7 separate regions of the Mus musculus genome follow, and all the other regions are linked to region 7. Evidence: chromatin contacts called from public ChIA-PET, Hi-C and HiChIP or PLAC-seq data. All regions are on one chromosome and are shown on one strand. The core of a region is the stretch at or near the end of the contact, and the rest is flanking DNA. Distances in the headings are between cores, read along the strand shown. Region 1 overlaps Snx30 (sorting nexin family member 30). Region 2 overlaps Shoc1 (shortage in chiasmata 1). Region 3 has its middle 5.4 kb from the start of Gm35578. Region 4 has its middle 22 kb from the start of Ugcg. Region 5 has its middle 5.4 kb from the start of Gm12596. Region 6 overlaps Shoc1 (shortage in chiasmata 1). Region 7 holds the start of Hsdl2 (hydroxysteroid dehydrogenase like 2).

Evidence for each region. A called contact is a pair of places that touch in the nucleus more often than the background predicts. ChIA-PET counts read pairs in DNA pulled down with a chosen protein or histone mark. HiChIP or PLAC-seq counts read pairs in DNA pulled down with a chosen protein or histone mark.
Region 1: an H3K4me3 HiChIP or PLAC-seq map of bone marrow-derived macrophages shows a contact between it and region 7, with 4 times the contacts expected there. The contact joins the enhancer-like site here to the promoter of Hsdl2 in region 7. A contact is called at or near these places in 10 of 39 promoter capture datasets (the 3T3-L1 cell line, 3T3-L1-derived adipocytes, the C10 cell line and 5 more), 2 of 15 datasets of contacts at CTCF or cohesin (both in the NIH/3T3 cell line), 8 of 484 Hi-C or Micro-C datasets (B cells, the G1E-ER4 cell line, the N1E-115 cell line and 5 more), 14 of 115 datasets of contacts at active chromatin or transcription factors (the 230-238 cell line, the SCID.adh cell line, acute myeloid leukemia and 11 more) and 2 of 9 other capture datasets (adipose tissue and macrophages).
Region 2: an H3K4me3 HiChIP or PLAC-seq map of the SCID.adh cell line shows a contact between it and region 7, with 8 read pairs. The contact joins the enhancer-like site here to the promoter of Hsdl2 in region 7. A contact is called at or near these places in 14 of 39 promoter capture datasets (the 3T3-L1 cell line, the C10 cell line, the HPC-7 cell line and 9 more), 3 of 484 Hi-C or Micro-C datasets (bone marrow-derived macrophages, cortical neurons and embryonic stem cells), 20 of 115 datasets of contacts at active chromatin or transcription factors (the 230-238 cell line, the SCID.adh cell line, T-cell acute lymphoblastic leukemia and 14 more) and 3 of 9 other capture datasets (adipose tissue, liver and macrophages).
Region 3: a BATF HiChIP or PLAC-seq map of CD8 T cells shows a contact between it and region 7, with 7 read pairs. The contact joins the enhancer-like site here to the promoter of Hsdl2 in region 7. A contact is called at or near these places in 3 of 39 promoter capture datasets (the HPC-7 cell line, HPC-7-derived erythroid cells and trophoblast stem cells), 1 of 15 datasets of contacts at CTCF or cohesin (the NIH/3T3 cell line), 8 of 115 datasets of contacts at active chromatin or transcription factors (the 230-238 cell line, CD8 T cells, bone marrow-derived macrophages and 4 more) and 2 of 9 other capture datasets (liver and macrophages).
Region 4: a contact with region 7 is called in an H3K27ac HiChIP or PLAC-seq map of double positive thymocytes, with 6 read pairs. The contact joins the enhancer-like site here to the promoter of Hsdl2 in region 7. A contact is called at or near these places in 11 of 39 promoter capture datasets (the C10 cell line, the HPC-7 cell line, HPC-7-derived erythroid cells and 8 more), 1 of 15 datasets of contacts at CTCF or cohesin (the NIH/3T3 cell line), 11 of 115 datasets of contacts at active chromatin or transcription factors (the 230-238 cell line, bone marrow-derived macrophages, double positive thymocytes and 6 more) and 1 of 9 other capture datasets (macrophages).
Region 5: a contact with region 7 is called in an RNA polymerase II ChIA-PET map of memory CD8 T cells, with 97 read pairs. The contact joins the enhancer-like site here to the promoter of Hsdl2 in region 7. A contact is called at or near these places in 6 of 39 promoter capture datasets (HPC-7-derived erythroid cells, fetal liver, hippocampal neurons and 3 more), 9 of 484 Hi-C or Micro-C datasets (B cells, the Ba/F3 cell line, the G1E-ER4 cell line and 5 more), 16 of 115 datasets of contacts at active chromatin or transcription factors (the 230-238 cell line, acute myeloid leukemia, bone marrow-derived macrophages and 10 more) and 3 of 9 other capture datasets (adipose tissue, liver and macrophages).
Region 6: a contact with region 7 is called in a Hi-C map of the G1E-ER4 cell line, with 4 times the contacts expected there. The contact joins the enhancer-like site here to the promoter of Hsdl2 in region 7. A contact is called at or near these places in 21 of 39 promoter capture datasets (the 3T3-L1 cell line, 3T3-L1-derived adipocytes, the C10 cell line and 14 more), 1 of 15 datasets of contacts at CTCF or cohesin (the NIH/3T3 cell line), 72 of 484 Hi-C or Micro-C datasets (the AtT-20 cell line, B cells, the C2C12 cell line and 51 more), 33 of 115 datasets of contacts at active chromatin or transcription factors (the 230-238 cell line, PVALB interneurons, the SCID.adh cell line and 25 more) and 4 of 9 other capture datasets (adipose tissue, liver, macrophages and 1 more).

What each region holds. Positions count from the first base shown.
Region 1 is chr4:59,870,122-59,872,871 of GRCm38.p6, reverse strand. All of the region lies in intron 3 of Snx30 (sorting nexin family member 30), which reads right to left. Among named protein-coding and RNA genes, the nearest start is that of Slc46a2, 44 kb to the left of the region's middle. Within about 2 kb of position 1,316, at least 62 of the 459 cell types and tissues checked have an H3K27ac peak or open chromatin away from gene starts, as enhancers often do. A contact at or near this core is called in 3T3-L1-derived adipocytes, the SCID.adh cell line, adipose tissue and 5 more, where this site is marked.
Region 2 is chr4:59,068,311-59,071,220 of GRCm38.p6, reverse strand. It overlaps Shoc1 (shortage in chiasmata 1), which reads left to right. Exons shown (of 28, transcript NM_001370843.1): 16 at 1,904-2,008. Among named protein-coding and RNA genes, the nearest start is that of Gng10, 35 kb to the right of the region's middle. Within about 2 kb of position 1,415, at least 1 of the 459 cell types and tissues checked has an H3K27ac peak or open chromatin away from gene starts, as enhancers often do. A contact at or near this core is called in the SCID.adh cell line, where this site is marked.
Region 3 is chr4:59,285,777-59,288,476 of GRCm38.p6, reverse strand. No RefSeq gene overlaps it. Among named protein-coding and RNA genes, the nearest start is that of Gm35578, 5.4 kb to the right of the region's middle. Within about 2 kb of position 1,321, at least 27 of the 459 cell types and tissues checked have an H3K27ac peak or open chromatin away from gene starts, as enhancers often do. A contact at or near this core is called in CD8 T cells and memory CD8 T cells, where this site is marked.
Region 4 is chr4:59,166,352-59,169,051 of GRCm38.p6, reverse strand. No RefSeq gene overlaps it. Among named protein-coding and RNA genes, the nearest start is that of Ugcg, 22 kb to the left of the region's middle. Within about 2 kb of position 1,436, at least 20 of the 459 cell types and tissues checked have an H3K27ac peak or open chromatin away from gene starts, as enhancers often do. A contact at or near this core is called in double positive thymocytes and memory CD8 T cells, where this site is marked.
Region 5 is chr4:59,253,302-59,256,001 of GRCm38.p6, reverse strand. No RefSeq gene overlaps it. Among named protein-coding and RNA genes, the nearest start is that of Gm12596, 5.4 kb to the left of the region's middle. Within about 2 kb of position 1,376, at least 110 of the 459 cell types and tissues checked have an H3K27ac peak or open chromatin away from gene starts, as enhancers often do. A contact at or near this core is called in the 230-238 cell line, B cells, Th2 cells and 13 more, where this site is marked.
Region 6 is chr4:59,095,299-59,097,998 of GRCm38.p6, reverse strand. The region is part of intron 5 of Shoc1 (shortage in chiasmata 1); the gene reads left to right. Among named protein-coding and RNA genes, the nearest start is that of Gm35527, 21 kb to the left of the region's middle. Within about 2 kb of position 1,423, at least 8 of the 459 cell types and tissues checked have an H3K27ac peak or open chromatin away from gene starts, as enhancers often do. A contact at or near this core is called in CD8 T cells, the G1E-ER4 cell line, the HPC-7 cell line and 2 more, where this site is marked.
Region 7 is chr4:59,580,264-59,582,977 of GRCm38.p6, reverse strand. It overlaps Hsdl2 (hydroxysteroid dehydrogenase like 2), which reads right to left and starts at 1,415. Exons shown (of 11, transcript NM_024255.3): 1 at 1,203-1,415. The coding sequence starts at 1,219.

The sequences.
Region 1 (2,750 bases), core at 67-2,566, 290 kb before region 7:
TGTCAAAAGGCTGGCAGTACCTCGAATGATTACATGCAGAATAACATATAATTTAGTAATTATACTCCTAGGTCTGCATCCATATAAATAATACTTGGCCACAGGAAGACTTATACACAAATGTCTGTAACAGTATTATGCCTAAGAGCCAAAGGAGAAAACAAACAAAATTCCATTTGAGGGTGGGCAGACAAAATGTGGTATGCTCACACACAGACTATCACCTTACGGTAAGAAGGAAGTCCTAGCCAGTGCTCCACTGTGAGTGACCCTTGGAACATGCTGAATGTAAGAAAGAAGACGACACCTGAGAGACAGAGGTGAGGCCACCAGGCTCCAGAGAGGACAGTGACAGCGAGGACTTTGAGGTTTCCCTCTGGGGTGCTAAAAGGTCCTGACACTGATTTGTTGGTTGTTCTACAAATCTGAATACACTAAAGCTTTGAAACGTACATTTCAAATGACTGGGCTGTGCAGATGTGGCTTCCGTGGGACTTTTTAAAAAGGAGGGATCATGGGGCCAGAGAGAAGGCTCGGTGGCTAAGAGTGCATTCAGCTCTTGCTGAGGGCCCAGACTGAGTTTCCAGCACCCACATGGGGCAGCTCACAGTCACCTATGTAGAATTCTGTCCCCAAGGAATATGGCTCCCCTTTCTGACCTCCATGGGCACACACATATGTACATAAAAGTAAAAATAAGGTCTTAGACAGGTGGTGATGGCGCATGCCTTTAATCCCAGCACTCAGGAGGCAGAGGCAGGTAAATCTCTGAGTTAGAGGCCAGAGAAAGTTCAGGATGGCCAGGACTACACAGAGAAACCTTGTATCAAAATAAAACAAAACAAAACAAAACAAAACAGAACTCAGTGATGAAGAGCACTTGTGCCTTCAGAGGACATGGGTTTGATTCCAGCATCCGTGTGCTGATTCACAACCATCTGTAACTGCAGTTCCTAGAGATCTATTCTTGTGAGCTCCTTGGACACCAAGCACACATATGGTACACATGCATATATGCAGGCAAAACACGCATAAAATAAGTCTAATAAAGAATTTAAAAATAAATTCTCTGTTAAAGGAGACAACAAAACCTAAACAATAATTATGCCGCACACTTACCTAGTTCTCCATTTTTGTTAAGGTTTAGTTCAGATTTCTTTAAAAAATATATTTTTATGTGTATGGGGGTTCTACCTACATGTATGTCTATGTTTCCTATGTGTGCCCAGTGACTGTGGATACCAGAGGATGCCGGATCCCTGGAACTGGAGTTATACTCAGCTGTGAGCCACCATGCACATGTTGAGAACCTGGGTCCTCTGCAAGAAGAGCAAGTGCTCTTAACCTCTGCGCTGATGAGACAGCCGCCTCTGTTTACAGGCGACACTCAGTTCTCAGGCAGAGGTCCCTTGTCTATCTTAAAATTCTTCACCCTATCTACGTTCCTACCAAGATTAGCTACCGGGTCTAGTGAGGACGCAGCTGCTGCTTAGATACTGAGAGGTGACTTCTAACAGTTTCTGTAGGATGATGTGTTCATTCCTCATTTGACTTCTCTATTTAAACAGAAATACTTCCCTGAATTAAATCTCTCTACTTCAGCTAAGGGTCAAGGTCTTGTGAAGAAACTTAAGTCTCTGCCTGCTTCTAAAGCACTTCCCTGCCCACCACACTGCCCAGCCACTGGAGACTACAGAAGACTATCTGGATCCTCCAGAGACACATACACTGCCTCGTGGGAGCTACAGACTGGTGGCACTACATTTTACCAGCAGGTGTCACTCTCGAGCTTTTGAGTCTCAAGTGCCAAACCAGAAAGAAAAGAAACAGAACAGCCAAGAGGGGAGCAGGGCTTGGGCAACAGTTTCCCTGCAAAGAGCAAAGAGAGAACAGAAACCCCTAAGTCATGTGACCTGGATTAACAGTTTACTGCGGTGGCTTTCTACTCCTAAACACCTTACTCCATCTTCATGGTCTAACCAAGAAAACCTTGAGACAAATGTCCACTGAACCTTGCTAGCAAACCCCAAAACTGTCAAAGGTTGTCAAAGACCAGGAAAACTTGAGAAACTGTTACAAGCAAAAACTGCCAAAGGGGTTATGTATGACCGATGTCCTGGTAGGGAGCCTGGAATGAAACACATCAGGCAAAATACTCACCTCGGAATAAAGTACCGAGTAAACAAAGCTTATCAAATGATGACGCCAGCTAGCCCATTAACTGGGACAAGCATTTCACATCTGTGCAGAATGTTAGCCATGAATGCAACTGGGTACTGAGTATGGGAAACCCTGTTCTCCTATTTTTACAATAACCCGAAAACTCTTCTGAAATAAAAAGCATATGTTTAAAAAAAATTACCACTAGCTGCCAATTTGGCCAAGTAGGATTCTATTTTAAGGTCTTGTTCCGACTGCTTTAAAATGGCTGCTTCTTTTTCAGGCACGTTCTTAAGTGACTGGAGGGCAGAAAAGTAAAGAAGCAGACTCAAAAGACCAGACAGGACTTAGGGTGGCAAAAGAGAAGTCTGGGGACAGCGGATTCCTGCGGGCCCCATTGCCTCCAGCCCTGTCCTGGCCACAGGGATCACCTTACCTCAAAACCCTACAAACATCCAGTATTCACTGCACACATAGCCATGGTGGGTGACAGAGGTGAGAAGGTGAAGATACGACTGGGAACTGGGCAGCCCCTGGGGTTAGTCAATCAAGGTCTTGTCAAAGGATAAATTGGCCTTTGAATAGTCATA
Region 2 (2,910 bases), core at 166-2,665, 510 kb after region 7:
ACTGACGATGTCTAATGTAAAGTCATATCACCAAACACAAAAAAGATACAGGAACTGCAAGCCGGGTGTGGTGGCGCACGCCTTTAATCCCAGCACTCAGGGAGGCAGAGGCAGGCGGATTTCTGAGTTCGAGGCCAGCCTGGTCTACAAAGTGAGTTCCAGGACAGCCAGAGCTATACAGAGAAACCCTGTCTCGAAAAACCAAAACAAACAAACAAAAAAAAAAGATACAGGAACTGCAACCCATAGTGAGAATAATCTACTGAAACAAACCTAAGTCAAAGGTGCAGGAATTATCAGAAGTTGCTAGGCTTGTTAAAACGTTTTCTGCATAAGCAGAGGGGTTTCAGGCACCTTAACAGAGAGTCCTATCCAGGAATTACTGCTGCCATTGCTGACCTCTAACATTGTGGTTCTGGGGAAGGAAAGAACAGAAAAAAGGTTTTAAAACCAGACAGTGGCTTTCTACGCTTTCTTACCCATATGAGCCCTTTCCCTACTGCTCAGACCATGGATTGAGGCCTTCTCTTAGAGTTATTTCTGTCCTTGTTGTGGCATGCCCTTTGGGGTTTGTAGTCACCTACAGCATAGGCCAGGACATACTAATAGAAAAGAATAGGGTACTTACCATTTGTCGAATGACATTTTGAAATCTTACCCCCTTGGCCAGTCTGCCTGCTGCTACCCTTCACTTTAAGTTCTAGGTAGTGGTCCATGTACTCTGCCTTGTGCTTATTGTTGAACCAGTGCAAGAGACACAGTGCACTGTGCTTATTATATGTTATCTGGACCTAGTTTATTAGTAAAGTTAATTTTCTAAATTCATTAAATTACACATATAGTAACAAATTTACATATTCTTTAAAAGATAATATAGGTGGGCTGGAGAGATAGCTCAGTTTTTTAAAGAGTGTTTGCTTTTCTTACCAAGGACCTAGATTTAGTTATCGCATGATGGTTCATAGTGCCTGTAACTTTAGTTTCTAGGTGATCTTTAACCTTCTTTTGGCCTCTTCCTGCACATGGTATACATGAACTTATACAGACACATTCACACACTTAAATAAAAGATAAATAAATCTTTGCTGGACATGATGGTTCATGCTTTGAATCATATAACTCAGGAATTTGAGGCCATCCAGAGCCACATAGTGAGACACTGCAACAAAACAACAGCAAGAAAAATAAAATAAAATAAAATAAAATAAAATAAAATAAAATAAAATAAAGTAAAATAGTACCAGCAAGATGGCTTTGCAGATAAAGGCACTTGCTACCAAGGCTGATGACCTGAGTTGATTCCTAGAACCCACATGGAGGAAGGGGACAGAATCTTGCAGGTTGTCTCCTGACCTTACACATATGGGTGGCACATGCATGCCCCCCACGCCTCACCTCATGCTTTCACATGCAGAGGAATCCAAGCATTCATCTCCAGGAAGTGTGTAGCACACGTCCAGGAGGCAATTGGCTCCTGCCTTTCGAGTTTATCTTTGAGCTAACACTTTCAGATGTTTATCTGCATTTCAAAGTATTCCTTCATTCACAAGTCTCTAACAGACAAGTTACGAAGTTAATTTTCTTCTTAGTTAGAGTGGCTTCTTTTTTTTTCCCAAAAAGAATAAACATAATGTCTTTACCACTAGGGGATGCACCCTGCAGTTCCTTGGCAGCGTTTAGGGCTATCTTGAGCATCACTTATCCTCACTGAGCCTGACCCCTCATCTGTAAATGAGGATTACAGTCATCCTGAGAGGATTATAGAGTCCATGAGCTAACCTGCTTATACACAGCCTAGCAATCGTAAGCACTTGCTAACAGACATTAGCTGTCACTGTTAATCAGATCTGATACATATTCTAAAACTCTAATGTATTTATTAACTATCTTTTTGTTTATATAGATAAAAATGATGACAGAAAGATGACATTCAGGCATGCTGCTCTCTTACATCTCCTGATAACAATTAGAGACGTCCTTTTAACATGCAACTTGGATACTGCATTAGGTTGGTGGAGAAATTTTTATTTCTTGTTTTCTTCTTGTTGAATATTTCATCTGAAATAACTTAATGTTCTGAAAAAGGTATCACTTCTTGAAAAATAATGTAGCCTTCTCTCCTATTACACTGATCAATATACATTTTGTCATAGCTATTAATGGAATATATACATAAATAGTGTATATGATACATATTTCAGCACTAGGGATCAAATTCAAGACCTCTTAATATTTTACTATCAAATAAGCAGTCTATCACTGAGCCGCATTCAGCACAGAATGGAGCTACATATATTCTGATTATGCTGTTTGTTCCAGGTCTGAATTGCTGAGTTCTGATGCCCTTATACAGATTTAAATGTATAATCATTATTATGCACTGGTTTTTAATGTGAGATTTGACATTTTGCCATATACATTTTAGACCCTTAGTGCATGTTTGGAACTCTGCCTTAAAAAGTAAGAACTAGCTATTGTTACACAAAATAGTTTAGCATTTACTGCACAGGGATAGGGAGCCATTGAGAAGATGAGACTTGCTTTTAAAGTTAATTCTGGGGCTGGAGAGATGGCTCAGTGCTTAAGAGTAGATATGCTCTTGCAGTGGGCCCCAGCTCAGTTCCCAGCACCCAGGCTGAGCTGCTGCTCCATGGGATTGTTGCCTCTGACCTCCACAGCACCTGCACTCACGGGACGTTACCCCCAACACACACACACACACACACACACAGATAAGTAAAAATACAATAATTTTTTGGGGGTGGGGTCAGAGTTTCTCTGTGTACCCCTGGCCATCCTGGAACTCACTGTGTAGACCAGGCTGGCCTTAAACATAGAGTTCTGCCTACCTCTGCAGTGATAGGATTAAAGGTGTGTGCTCCCCTGCCTGGCCTACAATAAATCTTTTTT
Region 3 (2,700 bases), core at 72-2,571, 290 kb after region 7:
AAAGAATGAGGATGTCTACTGGATAGCATCAGGATCAAATAATCAATATTCTTGCTATCTGCTGTTTCGATTGTCTCTTTCCCCTCCTCCTCCTCTTCCTTCTGTCTTCCTCCTCTTCCTCCTGTCTTCCTCCTCTTCCTCCTGTCTTCCTCCTCTTCCTCCTGTCTTCCTCCTCCTCCTTCTGCCTTCCTCTTCTTCCTTCTGTCTTCTTCCTCTTCCTCCTGTCTTCCTCCTCTTCCTCCTGTCTTCCTCCTCTTCCTCCTGTCTTCCTCCTCTTCCTCCTGTCTTCCTCCTGTCTTCCTCCTCTTCCTTCTGTCTTCCTCCTCTTCCTCCTGTCTTGCTCCTCTTCCTCCTGTCTTCCTCCTGTCTTCCTCCTCTTCCTTCTGTCTTCCTCCTCTTCCTCCTGTCTTCCTCCTGTCTTCCTCCTCTTCCTTCTGTCTTCCTCCTCTCCTTCTGTCTTCCTCCTCTTCCTTCTGTCTTCTTCCTCTTCCTCCTGTCTTCCTCCTCTTCCTCCTGTCTTCCTCCTCTTCCTTCTGTCTTCCTCTTCTTCCTTCTGTCTTCTTCCTCTTCCTCCTGTCTTCCTCCTCTTCCTTCTGTCTTCCTCCTCTTCCTCCTGTCTTCCTCCTCTTCCTCCTGTCTTCCTCCTGACTTCCTCCTGTCTTCCTCCTCTTCCTTCTGTCTTCCTCCTCTTCCTTCTGTCTTCCTCTTCTTCCTTCTGTCTTCTTCCTCTTCCTCCTGTCTTCCTCCTCTTCCTTCTGTCTTCCTCCTCTTCCTCCTGTCTTCCTCCTCTTCCTTCTGTCTCCTCTTCTTCCTCCTGTCTTCCTCCTCTTCCTTCTGTCTTCCTCCTCTTCCTCCCATCTTCCTCCACTTCCTTCTTCTACTTCGCCATTCATGAGAAGAACCAATGAACTTTTGAGATCCTTCCCACACAGCTCAACAAAATGACAGATCAGTTGGGGGGAGGGTCTCTTTCCCTAGAACTTTCTGCTCACAGTTTCTCTATGTGTTGGCCTTTAGTCAGACAGTCAGATATGTCCTAAGAAGTAACCCATCTATTACCACAGAGCAGAAATACAGTTTCCTCAGTCTGTTTCCTTTAAGGCCTTGGGCTATCTTTATATATGCAAAACATGGTCCTGAGAAAGCCCCTTATCTGCTCTCTCAAGCCCCCCACTTCCTTCTAGCCCCCCTCACTTCCTTCTCTGTGGTCCCCACCTTGCACTTCAGTTTCATGGGAATCCCCAACCTTATTCTAGGACAGATCGAAGTTACAGTGGCCAGGATCTTCAAAGGCAACTTGAACTTACCCAGGAGGCTGTGGTGGGCACCCTTGAACGAGACTGTGTCAGCTTCAGAAGGAGGTAGTGCTTGGTTTCCAACAGTGGGAGAGCCTGAGCTCTCTTCAGGTTAATTTCCCTCCAGCAACAGCCTGGACTAACTTAATCTCATGGGTTCTCTGAGTAGCTAAAGGTTTTCTGGAAAGAAGCAGGCTGTACATATTTCAGACTTCAAAGACCATGGAGGTCTATGCTGTAAGTCTTTACCTTTGTATGTTACCCTGAAGCAGCCACAGGTAAGACCTATGTGAACAGGTAAAGTCTCCATCACTCCTTTGTAGACTCTGAAATGCTTCACGTGATCGTCACAGGCCATTGGATAGGATTCTTCTAATCTGCTTTCCCAACCATTTAGTAATATAAAAATCACCTTAGTGGGGCTGGTGAGATGGCTCAGCGGGTAAGAGCACTGACTGCTCTTCCAGAGGTCCTGAGTCCAAATCCCAGCAACCACATGGTGGCTCACAACCACCCATAATGAGATCTGAAGACAGCTACGGTGTACTTACATATAATAAATAAATAAAATCTAAAAAAAAAAAAATCGCCTTAGCTTGTGAGCCACAGCAAACCCCCAGAGCTGGCACAGGTCCAGGAGCCAGAGTTCCTGGATGCTGGCACTGCACGTCACTAAGTGCTTTGGGCCCAGTCTTGTTTGCACTTTTAGTACTGCATGTGGGGACTGCAACAAATTATAACCAGTTCTCCCAGATGACGCTGGGATTCCTGTCTGGATCTTCGCTGCCTTTGGTCAGAAAGGCATGGAATTATTCTCCTTAATTTTATTTGTATGCCAGGATGGACTGACAAAGGCCTCCAATCAAAGCAGTGGGTAGGTAGAGGCAGGCGGGTTTGTGAGAGTGCTCTGTGAGTCTGAGGCCAGCCTCGTCTCTGTAGTGAGTTCCCGGTCAGTCGGTCTACGTAGGGAGACCTTGTCTCAAAAACCAGGAAAACAGAAACCTTATTTGTGATGTGACTATGTGCACTATGTGTGTCAAGTAGGACTGAGTTTTTCTCCTGGCAGCAGACTGTCCCAGTGGTGTCTGTTGGAGGGTGTTTTCCTTCCTGGAAAGTCTGTAAAGCCTTTCATTAAAGCCGTGGATTAAGTCACTAACCGTGTTACCCTCTGCGTCTGGGGTGGCTGTTATTTGCTGCTGATGGCTGGCTAATGAGCTCCACGTTGGCCTGGTTCCTTTGGTTCTGTAATACGTTCTAGCTGAGAGGAAAGCTAGCAAGAGCACACACTTACTTAGGAACTTGGAGTAGCGTTTAGCTTGGTCCCTCCCATGCCCAAGATGTCTCCACTCCTTATCAGGGGGTAAAATGAAAAATGATGAATATTCAAGTTCACTGCCAGGAGGTG
Region 4 (2,700 bases), core at 187-2,686, 410 kb after region 7:
CACAAGTGTTCAAGAATGAGCCTGAATTTTTAACTAGATAAATAAGTTTTATTATAAATATGCACCACAGAACATTTGTAACATATGTTCTAAAACTGTGAAGGTTTGTATATGCTTGGCCCAGGGAGTGGCACTACTATACGAGGTGTAACCTTTTAAATAAGTTTAGCAAGCTGAGAAAGGAAAAATATAAAATATATGGTTCGAGTATTAAAGGAGCACCAGGAAGTGAAATGGAGCTGGCTCTTGTGTTTAAAGATATTAAGTTGAATTAAGGAGTTGTAGTGACCTTGGGGCAAGATCCCACCCAGCTAAATTTAGTTCCAGGCATGGTAGAACAAGCCTTTAATCCCAGGATGTAAAGACAAGCAGATCTCTGAGTTCAAGGCCAGCAGAGAACAGAGTAAATTCTCCTTAAAGAAAAATTTAAATATAGGCTTGGTGGACCACACCTTTAATCCCAGTGTTTAGTGCAGATCTCTGAGCTCAAATTCAGTTTATGGAACAAGTTCCAGGATAGCCAAGCTTAGGCAGTGAAGGAGTTGGAAAACAGAAAGCTGGTGATAATGTAATAGAACAAGGGGCCCAAGTTCCAGCCTCAGCAGAACTCAGCAGCTTTGGTCATTTGGCTCTGACTTTATAGTCAAGAGGAAAAGGAGACTACTGGGAAAATTGATGCTAGTTAGCTGGAGCTCAGAAATTAGGGGTGATTAAGAAAAGACCAGCATCATGGAGGTAAAATCTTCTGGGAAGTGTTTTCTGAGAGCACAAAGCAGCTAGCTTGTGTTCTAGAGATAGCCAAGGTTGTACCTCATGCTGCAGCAGGACTTGGTAATGTGTGAGAGTCACCCAGGTGGTACTGGCTTTGAAGACATGAAGGGATTATGAAGAGCAGCTGAGGCTCGGCACTGTGAGAGGCCATGGAAGCCTCAGTTGTTGTTGATGGCCCAGGACTGGAGGGGTCATGCAAAGGAACAGAGGCTTGGCACCATGAAGAGAGCCTATGAGAGGCTACTGTTAAGCCTAGCTGCAGCAGAAGACTCCAGTGCATTGTAGATGCCAGTACCATGGGATGATCACCAAGAACAGCAGCAGCAGTGGAGTGGATCAACCTGAGCTTAGAGTACTATAGAAGACAAAGGTAGGGAAGTGATGACAACCCTTTGAAGGAGCCCAGAAGATCATGTGTGGATCCCGGTCATTGAAACAAGAAGCTATAACATTGAAGGTACCTTGGAGACCCCAAGATGTTGGAGATGCCAGAACCATGGGCCATCTGCTGAGAAAAGCTGCTATAAGGGAGTGGAACCAGCCCAGCAGAAAGAAGTTTGTTGCAGTCAACAAAGACGAAAAGGAGTTGGAGATCTGAGGACTACTTTGAGATCAGATGCAGAGTTTGAACTTTGTCTAGCTGGTTTCCTGTCTTGCTTTGGGGATGACAGTTAAGTGCTTAGATGAATCTCAGAAGAGATCTTGAACTTTGGGCTTTTAATATTGTTGAGACTGCAGTAGACTATCGGGACTTTGGAAATTGACTAAATGTATTTTGCATTATGGTATGTTTAGGTATGGCCCCCATAGACTCATGTGTTTGGACAAGCCTATGGGGACCAGGGAGTGGGGCATGATGGTTTGTATATGCTTGGCCCTGGGGTGTGACCTTGTTGGAGTAGGTGTGTCACTGTGGGCATGTGCTTAAGAAGCTTACCCTAGCTTCCAGGAAGTCAGTATTCTGCTAGCAGCCTTCAGATGTAGATGTAGAACTCTTAGCTCCTCCTGCACCATGCCTGCCTGGATGCTGCCATGTGTACTCCTTGATTATAATGGACTGAACCTCTGAACCAGCCCCAATTAAATGTCCTTTATAAGACTTGCATTGGTCATGGTGTCTGTTCACAGCAGTAAAATCCTAACTAAGATAAAAAAAACATTATCTAATCTTTTTTTCATCATGTGAGGGATGGGGTTGCCATTCCACAGGCACATCTCTGACCCATAATTGTTTCTGTCTGAAAGAATTACAAGGGGTTGAAATGGAAAGGAGCCTGAGGAAAAGAAGGTCCAGCAACAGGCCCAAACTGAGAGCCAGCTCAAGGGGAGGTCCCAAGGCCTGACACTATTACTGAGGCTACAGAGTGCTCACAAAACGGGATCTATCATGACTGTCCTCCGAAACACCCAACAAGCAGATGAAAGAGTCAGATAAAAATATTTGCACCCAACCAATGGACAGAAACAGCTGACCCCAGTGGTTGAATTAGGGAAGGCTGAAAGAAGCTGTGAAGAAGGGAGATCCTGTAGGAGGACCAACAGGCTCAATTAATCTGGACCCCCGAGATCTCTCAAACACTGGACCACCAAACAGACAGCATACACCAGCTGATATGAGGCCCCCAACACATATACAGTAGAGGACTGCAGAGTCTGTGTTCATTCAGAGATGATGCACCTAACCCTCAAGAGATTGGAGGCCCCAGGGAGTTTAGAGGTCAGGTTTGGTGGGAGTGTGGGGGTATCCACGTGGAGACAGTGGGGTGGGAAGGAGGTATGGGATGTGGAGCAGTTGGAGGATAGATGGGGGCAGGGAATGGAATATGGAGTAAAAGAAAGAAAGGGAGGAAGGAAGGAAGGAAGAAAGGGAGGGAGGGAGGGAGGAAGGAAGGAAGGAAGGAAGAAAGAAAGAAAGAAAGAAAGAAAGAA
Region 5 (2,700 bases), core at 127-2,626, 330 kb after region 7:
AGTGTGTGTGGGGGGGGGGGGCGGGGAGAGCCTTGGAGGTAGTGCTAAAAAGCTCTTCCAGGAAAAGCCCAGAGGCAGGATCCATTAACTAGAAATGCCTATTCTTGTCCCATTTAAAAACCATATATCTGGAATATTATTCAGTGATAGAAAGAAACAAAATACTGTACATGGTTCTGCCTGGATGAACCTCAACAACATTATAGACAAAAGAATCTGGACCCAAAATCCTCACATGTTTAATGGTTCCACTGGTAAAATATACCCAGAACAAGTCAATGTACAGAGACAGAAAGTAGATTTGTGATTGTCTAGAGTTGAAAGGAGAAATAGGAACTAACTATAAATGAGTGTGAACGATCTTATTGGGAATATAAAAATGTTTTCTCTAACTTAAACATTGTTCTAGAGTATATGACTGCTGTGATTACATCACTTCCACTCTTACCCCTCCTCCATGCAACTCCTCCATGGCCATGAGCCCCCTCTCAAAAGCATAACCAATCTTTTAAAAATAGATTTATTTATTTATTTATTTATTTATTTATTTATTTATTTATTTATACATATGAGTGCTCTATATGCATGTATGCCTGCATGACAGAAGGCATCAGATCCCATTACAGATGGTTGTAAGCCACCATGTAGTCACTGGGAATTGAACTCAGGACTTCTGGAAAGAACAGCCAGTGCTCTTAACCGCTGAGCCATCTCTCCAGCCCATAATCTTCTACAACAATTACTGTCACATATATAACCTCCTGAGTCTAATTAGTGTTGTTCATAGGCACTGTGATTGGGGTTGACCACTGGACAACATATCAGAGTCTCATCCCTGGAGAAAAACAGATTCTACCATCTCAGCAGCCACTGATAACTGTAGCTCTTCATCTAGGGGAAGGGCCTTGTAAAAGTCCAAGCCTCCCCACTCCCATCTACATTGGCATGTCAACCAATGGGCATTGTGGTTATGCACGTCTTGTGTAGGTAGCCATATTGTTGAGATTTTATCAATGCAGCTTTTTGTCATCTCAGGAAGACGATATCTAGTAGTAGTAAGCTTGCTGGGCCTCTGGCTCATACAGTCTCAGATGGAGATACTTTTAAAGTAGGTTGTGGTGTTGTATGTACAATTGTGTAAAACCACTCAATTGAGAACTAAGATAAGTGAAACTTATGGTATTAAAACATTCTTACACACACACACACACACACACGAGACTTTGAGACTTTAGGGAAGCCACCATTTAGCATCTTTTATGCCAATGAGAAAAGTTAGACTCCAAAACTACTGCCTCCTCTTGAAGCCTGATTGGACACTGGGACAATTCACAGGCTGAGTCACACTCAGGGTTTGGGGGAGAAGCGATGACAGAGTCACGTGAGTTTTGCTTTCGTTCTACATGGCTATTCTATGATGATCACGAGGAGGAAGGAAGCAGACCTAAAGTTAGCAAAACCAAAACAGAGAATGCTTTTCTGGAAAAAGCAAGGTTAGAACAGAAACATAAATAGTGAGAGAGAGAGTCGACCCTGCAGAGACCTGGGAGGAGTATTTAAGCAAGTCCAAATCTCTAAAATGAGAATGAGATAGGGCATGAGACCATGTGAGGGATGGAGTTTTCTCAACGTGGATGTTGGTATTTTACTCGGGGTGGAACTTTCCACCTCCAACCTGGAGCCTTTAGAAGTCTTTTAAAAGCCACGATCACTGAGGCTTTAGTGCACTCAATTCTTCTCTCCTAGTTTTGAGAAACAGGACACCTAACAGCCATTATGCAAGTATGTAAGCCCCCAGAGCCTTCTGGGATATCTTTCCTCCTTCCCTCCCTCTTCTCCTCTCCTTCCTTCCTTCCTCTTTTCTTTTTTTCCTACTCTCATTTGATAGATGCATTTTTAATATTATTTATTTATTTATTTATATTCTTTTTTGTTTTGTTTTTGTTTTTGTTTTTCGAGACAAGGTTTCTCTGTGTAGCCCTGACTGTCCTGGAACTCACTCTGTAGACCAGGCTGGCCTGGAACTCAGAAATCCGCCTGCCTCTGCCTCCTGAGTGCTGGGATTAAAGGCGTGCGCCACCACTGCCTGGCCATAATTTATTTTTCCTAATTTTATGTGCTTTGGTGTTTTGGCTTCATGTATGTCTGTGTGAGGGTGTTGGATCCCCAAGCACTGAAGTTATAGACAGTTGTGAGATGCCATGTGGATGCTGGGAACTGAACCCGGGCCTTCTGGAAGAACAACCAATGCTCCTAACCACTGAGCCATCAATCTCCCTAATTGATGTATTTTTGAGCACTTGTGTACACGCCCCTGAACAGAGGACCTAGGACATGGCATGGTCTGGTGCTGAGCTCATGGTCCTGCTGGGCAGACACAGGGAACAACATACCTTGGCTGCTCTGATGGAAGAGTTATGAGGTGCTCTCATGAGGGAAGAAAAAAATCTAGATCTCCCCACCTTTTAGAGCAAGGGACCAAGACTCAGAGAATGGAAGTCCCAGCCTCTACTTCGCAGAATCATTTTCTTCCTTCAAGTTTTAGTCTCTAATAAAAACCTACCTATGGAGCCCAGAAGAACTTAGAGTTAACAAGCGCTGTGCTTTTATGACATGAAAGCAGAGGAGTTGTTGGGCAAGCTAAGCAGAAGCCAGTCTGACAAATCACATGACTGAAGCCAGAGTCCGGGGCAGTGCCTG
Region 6 (2,700 bases), core at 174-2,673, 480 kb after region 7:
AGCAGCAAGAAGCTGTCTTCTGCAGGCATCCAGTAGGAGGGTCTCTTCTACACTGGGCAGAGCATTTCTAGTTATTTCACTGAGGTTAATCTTGGAGATATAAATATTTCACTGATTTTGTTCTTAGCTTTAGCACTGCTGGCATAGTGTAAAAATAACTTATTCGTGCCAGCCTTGTTGTCACTGGGTACACATAAACCAGTGTGATGAGGAAAATGTATGTTTTACATCCTTAAAAGCTATTAGTGTGTATTGGCTATTTATATATTTTCTTTTGTAAAGTGATTTTATTTTCTACTGGCATCTAAAAATATGTAAACACACCAATAATTCCAAATGCATTTAACTTTATTCTGATTAGTTCTGCTGATGTTTTCCTTTATTGATTCTAGCACTGAATTTGTGCTTAGAAAAATGTTCTTTTTTTTTTTTATGGTTTCTTTTGTTTTTAATTACAAAATGTTCTTTTATTATATAACTTTTCCATTGTTTAAGGATTTGTTTGTTTTGAGACAGGGTCTCTCTATGTAGCCATTACTGATCTAGAACTCACTTTGTAGAGCAGGCTGACTTTAAACTCACAGAAATCTACCTGACTCCTGGGTATTGGGATTTTTAAGTGTGTGCCATGGCACCCTACTAATTTTTAAATATATTATGTAATTGTATTTCAGGTTTTTTTATGTTTAGGACTAGGGACATTTTTTAATGTTTAAGCACTTTGGTATTTGTTCCAGTATCATTTAGCTAAGAGTCCTTCCCACTATTAGAGATGATGCTTCTATTAAATGCTAAGTTCTGACCCACTCCAGTTGAATTCTGGGTTGTCTACGGTTTTGTCTATTGTGTTAATGTCACCTAATCAGCTCTTATATACCTGTGACATATGCCATCTGTCTCTTGGTTTTTCCCCTGACTTCTTCGTGTATTTGTCGAGATTTAGTTTGTAGTCATTTTCCCCAAAAGTTCTAAATAACAACTGTTCGGAAATCAGTGTTAGATCCTTGAAAAATGTTCTGGTTAGTTTTCCTGGCTAGGGGACGAGGAATGTCTTGCCTTTTATTTAATATTTAATATGGGTTGTTGTTGTTGTTTAAGATACTCACCGGTTTCCACTAAGAAATGATTACTGTTGTATACACACATGTTAAGGAACTCACCCTGTTTTTGTCTGCTTAACTTGGGTTTCTTAGGTGGGCAGGAGTGACTCTAGTAAAGTTTCCTGTTACCAAGCCTCTTTTTTCTGCTTCTTTCATAACTAGCCACCTTGCATTTCCTGCTTATCATTTGTCTACAATAGAGTAATACACTGTGAGCACACATGCTTGCTGTAGAGTAAGAACTCCATGTGATACACTACCACTGTACTTGTGTAAGGAAGCCACCATTCCCATGAAAACAGCCTTTGTCTAACAGCATTGGTTGTGGAGATTTGCTGACCTCTAGTGGCTGCATCAAAAATGGTGGTTTAATTGAAGGGACTGAAAGGGTATAGGGATGCCAAGTGACATAAAATGTCCCCTTGCAGCACATATATCTAAATGTGGCTTTATTTGGGGTGACAAGCTCAGAGCTTGTGAGTAACAAGGAAATGGAATATAAACCAATGCCGTTTCACTCTTTTTTAATATTTAAATATTTTTATTACGTATTTTCCTCAATTATATTTCCAATGCTACCCCAAAAGTCCCCCATACCCTCCCCCCCCCACTCCCCTACCCACCCATTCCCACTTTTTGGCCCCAGGGGGAAAATTCCTGAATAGAACAGCAATGGCTTGTGCTGTAAGATCAAGAATTGACAAATGGGACCTCATGAAACTGCAAAGCTTCTGTAAGGCAAAAGACACCGTCAATAAGACAAAAAGGCCACCAACAGATTGGGAAAGGATCTTTACCTATCCTAAATCAGATAGGGGACTAATATCCAATATATATAAAGAACTCAAGAAGGTGGACTCCAGAAAATCAAATAACCCCATTAAAAAATGGGGCTCAGAGCTAAACAAAGAATTCTCACCTGAGGAATACCGAATGGCTGAGAAGCACCTGAAAAAATGCTCAGCATCCTTAATCATCAGAGAAATGCAAATCAAAACAACCCTGAGATTCCATCTCACACCAGTCAGAATGGCTAAGATCAAAAATTCAGGTGACAGCAGATGCTGGCGAGGATGTGGAGAAAGAGGAACACTCCTCCATTGTTGGTGGGATTGCAGGCTTGTACAACCACTCTGGAAATCATTCTGGCCGTTCCTCAAAAAATTGGACATAGTACTCCCGGAGGATCCCGCAATACCTCTTCTGGGTATATATCCAGAAGACGTTCCAACTGGTAAGAAGGACACATGCTCCACTATGTTCAGAGCAGCCTTATTTATAATAGCCAGAAGCTGGAAAGAACCCAGATGCCCTCAACAGAGGAATGGATACAAAAAATGTGGTACATTTACGCAATGGAGTACTACTCAGCTATTAAAAGGAATGAATTTATGAAATTCCTAGGCAAATGGTTGGACCTGGAGGGCATCATCCTGAGTGAGGTAACACAATCACAAAAGAACTCAAATGATATGTACTCACTGATAAGTGGATATTAGCCTAGAAACTTAGTATACCCGAGATATAAGATACAATTTGTCGTTTCACTCTTAACATGACTTCGTTGGTTTTGCAGAATGGGTGGATGGCACCAATAAAC
Region 7 (2,714 bases), core at 166-2,665:
TTAATCTCAACTCTGGGGAGGCAGAGGCAGGAGGAACTCCCTGAGTTCAAGACCAGCCTGGTCTACAGAGAGAGTTCCAGGATAGCTAGGGCACAGACAAACCTTGTCTCAAAACAACAACAACAAACAAAACAAGAGGACAAAGACAAGCTGTGTGTACTGGAAACCTAAGTATGTGCCAAGACATGTCAGGTAAAAACAGCAAGCCCAAAATGGAGTTTGCTACTATTTTCTAAAAAGAAGGTATCCCTGTAAGGTATACAAAATATGTTGATAAGTACAAAAAATACAAACAGAAAGAAACTGGAGTTTTAAAGAGACTTATACCCTTTTGAACTATTTAAGTCTTTTAGCTGTCTATATGTGTCAAACTAATTACAGAATGGGCTTAACTTGTCACTCTGCTTAAGATAAACTTTATAGAACATAGTGGACCTACCTGAGTTCAGCAGGAACCAAGGGCAAGAAGAATCGGGAAGAACATTGTTTAATGGGTATTTGTTTTGATTTTGTAAAGTCCTGGTGACTGGCTGCACAATTGTGTCTCTATATAAGTGGGCTTGGGGGAGGGGGTGTAGACAAGGTTCTAACTCTGTAGCGTTTGCTGACAGAGTGAGCCTAGCACACTCACTATGTAGACCAGAACAGCCTCGAATCAATAGATCTTCTGACCCTGCTTCTGAGTGCTGGCATTAAAAGCAGGCGCCACCGCACCTGGCTAGGCTGGGATAAATATACTTCATTTTTAAGTAAAATAAATAAATAAACCCCTTACCAGAAATGTTCGTATTGTAACATTTTAACTCGCTACTAACTTGAAAACCATTTTCAAAACACCATTCTTCTATTATTCTACAATCAAGCATACAAACAGAAAATCTGAAGTCACTGTCTCAAGCGACCTTTCGCCTAGAAGATGAAAGCAACATTGTCACCAGGCCAAGCTAAAGGCGAGATGGGGCTACAACGGGTCGTCGGGGACACCTACGCTCGCGACCTTTCCCCGTGGAGTATCTGACACCACTGCCCCTTGCAGTGTACAACTTTTGAGTCTCAGTAGTACAGAACTTTGGGTTCTCGTGCATGCGCAGGTCCCAGCGACTCTATCTTTCCGCGAACCGGTGTTCCAGAGCGCGCGGCTCTGGGTTGCGCCGGCGACCTGCCGACTGGCCCCTGACCCCATCCCACCCCCGTCCTCTTACCCAGTGTTGGGCAGCATGACCTTCGCAGTTCAGAGAACTTGGTGGCAGTGGAACAGCAGCGAGCTGTGAGTGACAGGCGAACTTTCTCTCCGCATTTAGCCGCGCCCCGGGCCCCGCCCCGAGACCCGCTCGGGGACCGGCCCTCCTACAAGACCGAGATCCTACAAGACCGAGAGCTTACAAGACGGTGTGCGCCTGCGCACACCGGGCACTGGGCGGTTCTTCCCGCAGTTCTACAAACGACACCCAGGAAACCAACGCTCTGCGCAGGCGCTTTGGAGTACACCTCCGCCCCGCCCCTTTCCCGAGTCTGTAGGTGACAATCAGTTTCTCCTGTGGGCCACTGGCGTGTCTAGAGCATCATTACTACGTAGGCTTTTCCTCCTCAGCCTAGGTTCGGCGCATCGACGGCTCCCAGCCAGCCAGATGGCGGATTGAGGGGCGCTCCGGGGACTGACTTGAGGGTGCTGGGCGTCGTTTTCCCCTGTCTGTCCCCGAGCCAAGGCGCTCTCTCCGAAGAACACTTGTAGACATCTGAAAAATGCTTTTTGCAGAAGCCGGTCACTCTCATTTTCGCTGCCACTGAATCTAAATTTAGCCTGACCTCCAGTGTCTGGAGACAGGAGTTTCTGGAAGAGATCTTTGCAAAGGTCTCCCGCAAGCGTTCATCGTATGATCCGGGCCACAGAAATCAAGGTTGGAGAAGGAATCCTCAGTCCTGGAATGAATGCCGGAATGAGGTCGAGTCTGGGATTCAGTTTCGTTCTTGGAGTTATACCTAACTGAGCTACCCAGGAAATGAAATTGTTTTGTATTTTGTAGCGGGAGAAAAAGATGCTAACGAGGTTGTTATCTAAAGCTTAGTTCAGAAAACAACTTAAGACAGGTAGGTATATACTCTCCTAATTGTCAAACTTGCTGGATCTTTTGGAAGAGCAGCCAGTGCTCAGACAAGAGAAACCTGCACATCAAATCCTACACTCTCCTGACCCTGCGCAGCTAGAGCAGTTATTACTCCCTCCCTCTCCCTGACGATACCCCCACCCCCGCGGGGGGTGGGGAAAGGCAAATGCCAGCCTTGAGAACAAAAGAAAAGCAGCATACCCTAGCCTCCACGTCACTTAAACTCGACCCCTTTTGATTAACAACCAACATTTCTCACAGTGCAGATGGCTCCTTGCTGTTGAAGGAAACCGAAGCCAATACCCTTGAAATGATAATAGCCCACTCTTAGACTATGAAAAAGAGACAAACGTTCCCAGACAGCTGTGGCCGGTTGTAAACATATCAGAAGCGGTTCTGATAGCACAAGTTACTCTTCCCAGGTCAGAAAGGTACCTTTTCAGCTACACGGTTCTGCCCTGCTGTCTGAACAAATGTTATCAGGTTTAAAGGACAGCATTCCTTTACCCTCTCCTATATTGCCAACACAAAAACCCGCTTGCGGGTTTTTTTCTTTATAAACCCCCTTTACTTAGGCCTGGGGGTTCACTCTTTCCTGTTCTGTCAGGA